2 separate regions of the Mus musculus genome follow, and region 1 is linked to region 2. Evidence: chromatin contacts called from public HiChIP or PLAC-seq data. All regions are on one chromosome and are shown on one strand. Each heading gives the region's core, a stretch centred on a gene start, on an enhancer-like site or on the middle of the called end of the contact. The rest is flanking DNA. Distances are from core to core; before and after follow the strand shown. Region 1 overlaps Wnt7b (wingless-type MMTV integration site family, member 7B). Region 2 holds the start of Atxn10 (ataxin 10).

Region 1 (3,161 bases), core at 132-2,631, 230 kb before region 2:
GCCTGGCTTGGCACTGCTCTAACAGCTCTGAGGCCAGCTTTAACAGGGAGAAAGGTAGGTAGATAGGTAGGTAGGTAGGTCTGGCCAGCCACCTTGTGACCTGTATGGAGGTTCAGTGTGTTCGTCATGATATACTCTTGGGTGCGGCTGGGCATGGACTTGAGGTATCCTTGGCTACTTGAGATCTTGGTTTTCCATCTGGGCGTGGCTCTAGAGCCCTTCTGGCAATTCCTACTGCGTTCACTTGACTCTTCACACTCCTTTAATTTACCTCAGCCTTTCCTGCCCACCTTCTTCCAAGTTCACACAGAACCCTGCAGCTCCCATAGCGGAGACCCTGACCTCCTGTTAGTAAGGATGACCCAGGGAAGGTTTTCCGGAGTAGGGTGACCCGAGATGCTTCAGAAGTCACCTCTATCAGTCTGAGGTTGAGGCAGAGACTGAGGGCTGGGCTGAGTCTGAACACCTTCTGGGAGGTTCACCTCTAGCAGGAAGTGCTGGGACTTTCCAAGAGCTGACCCTCCCCAGGAGCCAGATTTGTCAACCTGCTATCTCTGTGTTTCTGTGGTCAGGTAGACCAGGTTGGCCTGTGGGGAAAGGATGAATCTAAGCCACCGTAATGTTCCAGTAGACCGGAGTGCTGGAGTGGCCTTCTTGTGGACCAAGCAGGGCTGACATTCCCTTTGGTGACCCTGCCACAGGGTGGAGCACCAGATTAAGCCTGCCAGCTTCTCGGGGTGACCTTTTGAACCTTTGGATGGGCTTGAATGTACCATGGCCAAAGCACTGTGCAAAATGAGCGAGCCTGAGGTTGGTTGGGCAGGCAGGTGGTGTAGAGAGAGTGCTTGCCAGGGGCTCACAATTCTAGCTGCTATTTACCCTGTCACAGCTCTGGGACAGAGATGCATAGCATGAGGGACTCCAGGGACACAGCCCTGAAAATGCTCAGGAAGAATAGTGCTTAGATGTCTGTCCTCTTGCAGAGGGTGAGGTACAGGATAGATAGAGCTGGACAGCTTCCTTCCCTTCAGGCTGTGGCGCCTGTGGCGGCCATGCCTGAGGTTCTGCGTTTCCTTCCTGGCATGGTTGTGGTAGAGTATGTGACAATGACTCCACCTGAGGGAAGTCCTTTTGTGTGTGTGTGTGATAGCCCTGCTCCAGAGGCAACATAGGTTGGCGGCTTGTAGGTCAGTGATGCTTTCTGGACACCTCCCCCCCCCCCACACACACACAGACAGAGCAATGGGACAGGGTGTGTAGTCAGGGCTACAAGGCCAGACCCCTCTTCGCCTGTGCCTTCCAATGCGGGGACTCCTGTAGCAGGAAGGAACAGGGTAGCCACAGCTGCAGCGGGAAGGTATCAAGGAGGCAGAGACAAAGCCTTTGGTTTTATTGCTGCCAAGCTACTATTCAGCCTTGGACCAAACACAGCCCTTCTTTGAGCATCCTCTGGAAAATGGGAATAATGGGCTGCTAGCCAGGCTAGCCACTGGGATTGAGTGGCCCCCTTCCCAGGGCATTCATTCTGAGGCTGCTGACTGGGGAAGCCATCAAGGTCATGGGGAACATCCTAAGGTGAGGGATCATGGTACAGTCCCCAGGGGGCTTCTGACTCAGACAGGCCCCAGCTGTGATGACAAAAGATGTCAGGAATGGGCAGGCTCCTGGCTGAGGCTCACACTGCCCTGGGTGCTTGCTGTGTGGTCAGGCAGGCCCCACCCTCTCTAGGCTCTGTCTCCCACCTGATTCTGCATAAGAACTCAGCCCTGCCTTGAGGTCTGTCTGTAGAGAGATGGTGACTTGCTGTCCTCCATGTGTGGGACTTGGTCCCCAGACTCACAGCTCAGAACATACTCAGTATCCCAGGAAGTGCTGGCTCAGCCATCCAGTGTTTAGACTCCCAAACTGGCGGTAGGCCAGTGGGGCCTGCCAACTCCCTCCCACCGTTTACACCCACCTGTCCTTCTGTCCCTATGTCTCAGGTTGGTGTCTTGGCCAGCCATGCCTTCAGGGCACCTTGTATCACATAGGTTTTAAAGCAAGTGCCATGCTGGGCTTATGGGGGGGTCTCAGCACCAGTTGGGCTTCAGCCAGCCTCACAGCCTCGGGGGGGCCCTGGCATCTCTGAATGTGGCTGTCTCCATTTGTACTGTAGGAAGCAAAGAGTATGGGCCAGGGGAGCCACCTCAGCCTCTGTGCTGGGCCTGGCACACACACACACACACACACACACACACACACACACACACACACACGGTGTTTTCAAAGTGAGAACTGAGCAGGGTCAGACAGGCTTCTTGGAGGTGGAGGCACAGTGGACCCAGGAGTCCCATCTGACTGCTGGAGAGACAGGGTACCCTTCTGAGGGCAAAGACCTGATCCATTAAGGCCAGGACTTGGTATGTTATGTTGGGCCCTGCGTGCCAGGAAAGGCCCTGAAGTTTCTGAAGTCAGAGGTCAGTCAGTGAAATGACAGTGACCCCCATGAGGACTCAGTGAACCCATTAGCCCCCTTAAGCTCTTTGCCCATGTCGCCATGTGCCACTGGGTGGGCGTGGCTTTCCCATCTTCAACCACCCCAACCTACACAGGCTTCCTGCTCACCACCCCGCTTCTCCCAGACTGCCTTCTTTCTCTCCAGGGTGGGGTCCTGGGATGCCTGGCTGGAATGTTAGCTATGTGGAAGGGTGGGAAAGCCCTTAGCAGAATCTCTACTCTCTTGCCTGGGAACACCAGGAGCAGCTGAGGGGAGCAGTGGCTTGGAAAGATAGGAGCAAGTGGGGCCCAAGCTGGAGGGGAGGGACTGCCAACCATGGGCAGACTCTGTCCCCCACTACTGACAGATGGGTAGACTAAGGCCCAGATGGGTCAGAAAGAGTCAGAGACTTAGCAGAACTGGAACCTAGTTTCCACAGCCACGAAGACCCTCTTTGGGGGAGGGGGGTCTAGCCACAGGTACCCTGACTTTCGTCTCAGCCCCCTTGATATTCAAATGGGAAACTGAGGCCCAAGCAGGCCAGGGAGGGGTTTTGGAGGTGTATGAATTCCCAAGAAGAGGCCTAGAGTTGCCCACCCTCAGCCATCTGCAACCCCTGACTGCCTCCTTCTGGGTCTCTCTCTCAGTCTGTTTTCCCCTCTGTACATTTAGGCTTCAAGGTCCA
Region 2 (3,569 bases), core at 867-3,366:
CTCTGCGACCCCACAGAATCAGTATATGGCCCTTTCACAGATACTGTCTTTTCTAGGAAGCCCCAGAATCTCCGTCATTTTACAGGTATGGGTGTTTTGCCTGTGTGTATGCCTGATACCCAGAGACCAGAAGGGAAAAGTGAAGTTACAGATGGTTGTGAACCACCATATGGGTTCTAGAACTCAGACACTGATCCTCCGGATCCTTCTCCTGGCTCCGGGAGGCAGCACCTTTCCTGTGTGCATCTCTACCACAATATGTTCACACAGCAATCCCCTAATGTGTTTGATGAAAGGAATTATGTCACATTTGTTTTTTGTTTTTTTTTTTTTTTTTTTTGTCGCCTCAGCTCCCTGCAAAGGCTGTCTGACAGTACTCAATAGATGGTTAATGATTAAGGTATAGGTCCGAAATGGTACAGACAGGCCCAAGCATCCAATCAACCAACATTATTTCCCAGCAGTATCTGTCACACTGATTAGCATGCTAACCACAAGGCCAAGTAGTGCTCGGGCTCCCCAGCACCTTTTAGACGCACACTGTGTCGCCTGGTGGGAAAGAGCTCCACCAGGATATTTTTGTTGCTGTTGTTGGGTTTATTTGTTGTTTTTTTTTTTTAAAGATTTATTTATTATTATATGTAAGTACACTGTAGCTGTCTTCAGACACTCCAGAAAAGGGTGTCAGATCTCGTTACGGATGGTTGTGAGCCACCATACGGTTGCTGGGATTTGAACTCATGACCTTTGGAAGAGCAGTCGGTGCTCTTACCTGCTGAGCCATCTCTCCAGCCCGGGTTTATTTGTTTTTGAGATACAGAGGATGTCACAATGCTGACTGGTCCAGCCTCAAACTCAAGAGATCCACCTGCCTCTGCTTCCTGAATGCTGGAACTGCAGGGCTGAGCCACGTGACATGTCTGGCGGCTACCTATTTTTAGAAAACGTTCCTGTGACCACTGAGCCTACGTGCTTCCCCCACCCCCACCCCCACCGCGTTCTCTGCCCTTTGTCCACACTCTAGGCCTGCTTGTTATCTCTCTACAGGAGAGACCAAGGGCTCCGGGTCCTCTCCCAAGACTTGGTCCAGGGGAGACCATTACTGTTAAGAGAAAACACCAATGGTGTTTAGTACTAAGTGTCAGGCATGGCCTAAGGATGTAACACGCATCGTCTCATTAAACCCTCACTGTCAACTCAACCAAGGAGGTCCCAGCGAACCTTGTTTCCATTAAACAGACAAGGAAACTGCAGCGCAAACCATACCACAAAAATCCATCAGGAACTGACAGCCTCGCACACTTCTGTTTAAACACGTTTATTTCATCTCAGCACTGAAAACAACGCACCACAGCTCCCATTTTGTAAGGCTAGAAACAGAAGGGTTAGAGGCGATGCTGAGCAGATGTCACGAAGCCAGGCCAGCTCTGCAGGCTCCTGGACAGAACGCCCTCTAACCCAGAGGGAGAAGCGAGCCCGAACACGCCTCCCTTCCCTGGCCACCGCCCTCAGGGCCCCGCCAGAGGAGCCGAACCAACAGCTTCCCCGCCGCCGGCTTGGGGACCAGTGTCGCCATCGTCTGCCCCTCTTAGAGCCTGGCCAAACCCTCGTCCCAGAGCAGGCCTAGGCGAGCGCCACAGAGCCACAACCTGAGCGTGGGCCGAGCTGATGGAGCCCGCCGCCCCGCCTCGCTCGCCGCTGCCCAGCCCAGCCCAGTCAAGCCCAGCCCAGCCCAGAGCCCTCCATGGTTCCTCTTCCTCCTTCCTAGGTGGCAGCCCCCGCGCAGTTACCGGTTACGCTGCTCCTTGAAGAGCGCCGTGAGCGCGCGCAAGGCCTCCAGGTCCTGGATGGGTGCGGGCACCATGATGCCCGACAGCCGGGAGGGTGGCATCCTGGGCGCCGCCATCTTGCCACTCGCTCTGGGGCCGAGCCTGACCAGGCGGAGAGCAGAGCGAAGAGAAGTGGGGGAGACAGACGACAGGCGAGGAGATGGAGACGCGGTCTGCACGGCTCTGGCTTCCGCAGCCCGCGTCACCCAGATCCCGTGGTGCTGCAAGGCAGAGAGCGCGAGACTAGCTGGCTTGCCTCAGGCGAAGAGGACAAGGCGACGCGGCAGGGGGAGGGGGAGGGGGCGGGGCGGAAGTCCCGCCTGAGGGGAGGGGGCGCAGCGGAAGTCCTGCTCCTGCGTAGGGTGGGATGGGGGAGGTCTTCGGTCCCCACGGTGGGGAGACGTGGAGTAAAGACCCCGTCAGAGGACAGAATACTGAGATGAAGGGGTCGGGGTGGGGGGGGGGGGGTGGCCTGTAGAGTGTCCTAGAGAATGAGTGTCTTATCAGGGACAGATGCTTTCCATGAGCAAGGGCCACCATTGGTGGGGGTCCACTCATGCAGAGGTTTCCCTCTGGGGAAGAGATACCAGGCCGAAGCAGCGCCCCCAGAATAATGGATGTTGTCCCTAAGGAGACCTGGAAAGGAGGCCCCTGAGAGGAAGAGCAGGGATACAGGCCAGAGGTGTCACCATGGGAGGGGACCTGCAGAGGAGACTTACCCTCAGGGCATGTGTTGCTAGGCCAACCAGTTCTATTGCAGGAAAACCTGAAATGGAGACTCCAGGGGAGGGAATGCGAGGTTGAGGTGTTCCACTGAGGGAGACCTGAATCGGAGATTCCCACATAGGGAAAAGATGCTGGATACCTCAAGCCATGGAGGAAGACCTTGGATAGAGGCTCCTCATGGGAAGGGGACGCTGATCAAAAATGCCCCCTTGGGAAAGAAGTCTTTCCCAAGACTCCAGGAAGGAGGCTTCCCACAGAGAGAAGGCTGAGAAGAAGTACCTCCCTAAGAGGTGTATTCCTTTCTTGTTGCAATATCAAAATATGTGATAGAAGCAATTTTACAAAGGATAGGTTTCTTTTGGCTCACAGGTTGAGAGTACAGGCCCACGTGGTGGGGACTTGTGACACAGGGCTTTAGGCAGCTTGTCACATTGCATCTATTAAGCCAGAAAACAGACAGCTGGCTTTGACTTTTTTTTTTTTTAATCTAGACCATGGAATGCTATCACCCACACTGGGGGCAGATTTCCACACACTAACCTCATCTAGACAGTTCTTCACAAACATGCCCAGAGGGTTGTCTCTGGTGATTCTAGAACCTTGTCAATTAATACTATAGGGGACCCGGGGAAGAGAGTGGGTGCTTATCAGGAATATCCCCATATTGGGGCTGAAGAGCTTGCTCAGACATTAAGAGTACTCTATCTTCCAGGAGACCTGAGTTTATTTCCCAACATGTGTATGTAGGTATCCTAGATTTTTATTACTGTGAAGAGACACCATGACCAAGGCAACTCTTACAAAGAAATTATTTATTTGGGATTAATTCACACAGTTTCAGAGGTTCAGTCCATTATCAGCATGGCAGGAAGCATGGCAGCCTGCGGGCAGACATGGCGCTGGAAGAGCTGAGAATTCTACATCTTGATCCACAGGCAGCCAGAAGGAAACTCTATTCCACAGGCAGCCAGGAGGCTCTCTTCCACACACTGGGCAGAGCCTGAGCATAGGAGT

The links. HiChIP or PLAC-seq counts read pairs in DNA pulled down with a chosen protein or histone mark.
Region 1: a contact with region 2 is called in an H3K27ac HiChIP or PLAC-seq map of extraembryonic endoderm stem cells. The contact joins the enhancer-like site here to the promoter of Atxn10 in region 2. A contact is called at or near these places in 2 of 39 promoter capture datasets (embryonic stem cells and neural stem cells), 2 of 484 Hi-C or Micro-C datasets (embryonic fibroblasts and embryonic stem cells), 21 of 115 datasets of contacts at active chromatin or transcription factors (bone marrow-derived dendritic cells, bone marrow-derived macrophages, craniofacial prominence and 15 more) and 2 of 9 other capture datasets (adipose tissue and liver).

Annotation. Positions count from the first base shown.
Region 1 is chr15:85,568,096-85,571,256 of GRCm38.p6, reverse strand. All of the region lies in intron 1 of Wnt7b (wingless-type MMTV integration site family, member 7B), which reads left to right. Among named protein-coding and RNA genes, the nearest start is that of AU022754, 11 kb to the left of the region's middle. Within about 2 kb of position 1,381, at least 51 of the 459 cell types and tissues checked have an H3K27ac peak or open chromatin away from gene starts, as enhancers often do. A contact at or near this core is called in embryonic fibroblasts, embryonic stem cells, extraembryonic endoderm stem cells and 5 more, where this site is marked.
Region 2 is chr15:85,334,802-85,338,370 of GRCm38.p6, reverse strand. It overlaps Atxn10 (ataxin 10), which reads right to left and starts at 2,116. Exons shown (of 12, transcript NM_016843.4): 1 at 1,791-2,116. The coding sequence starts at 1,906.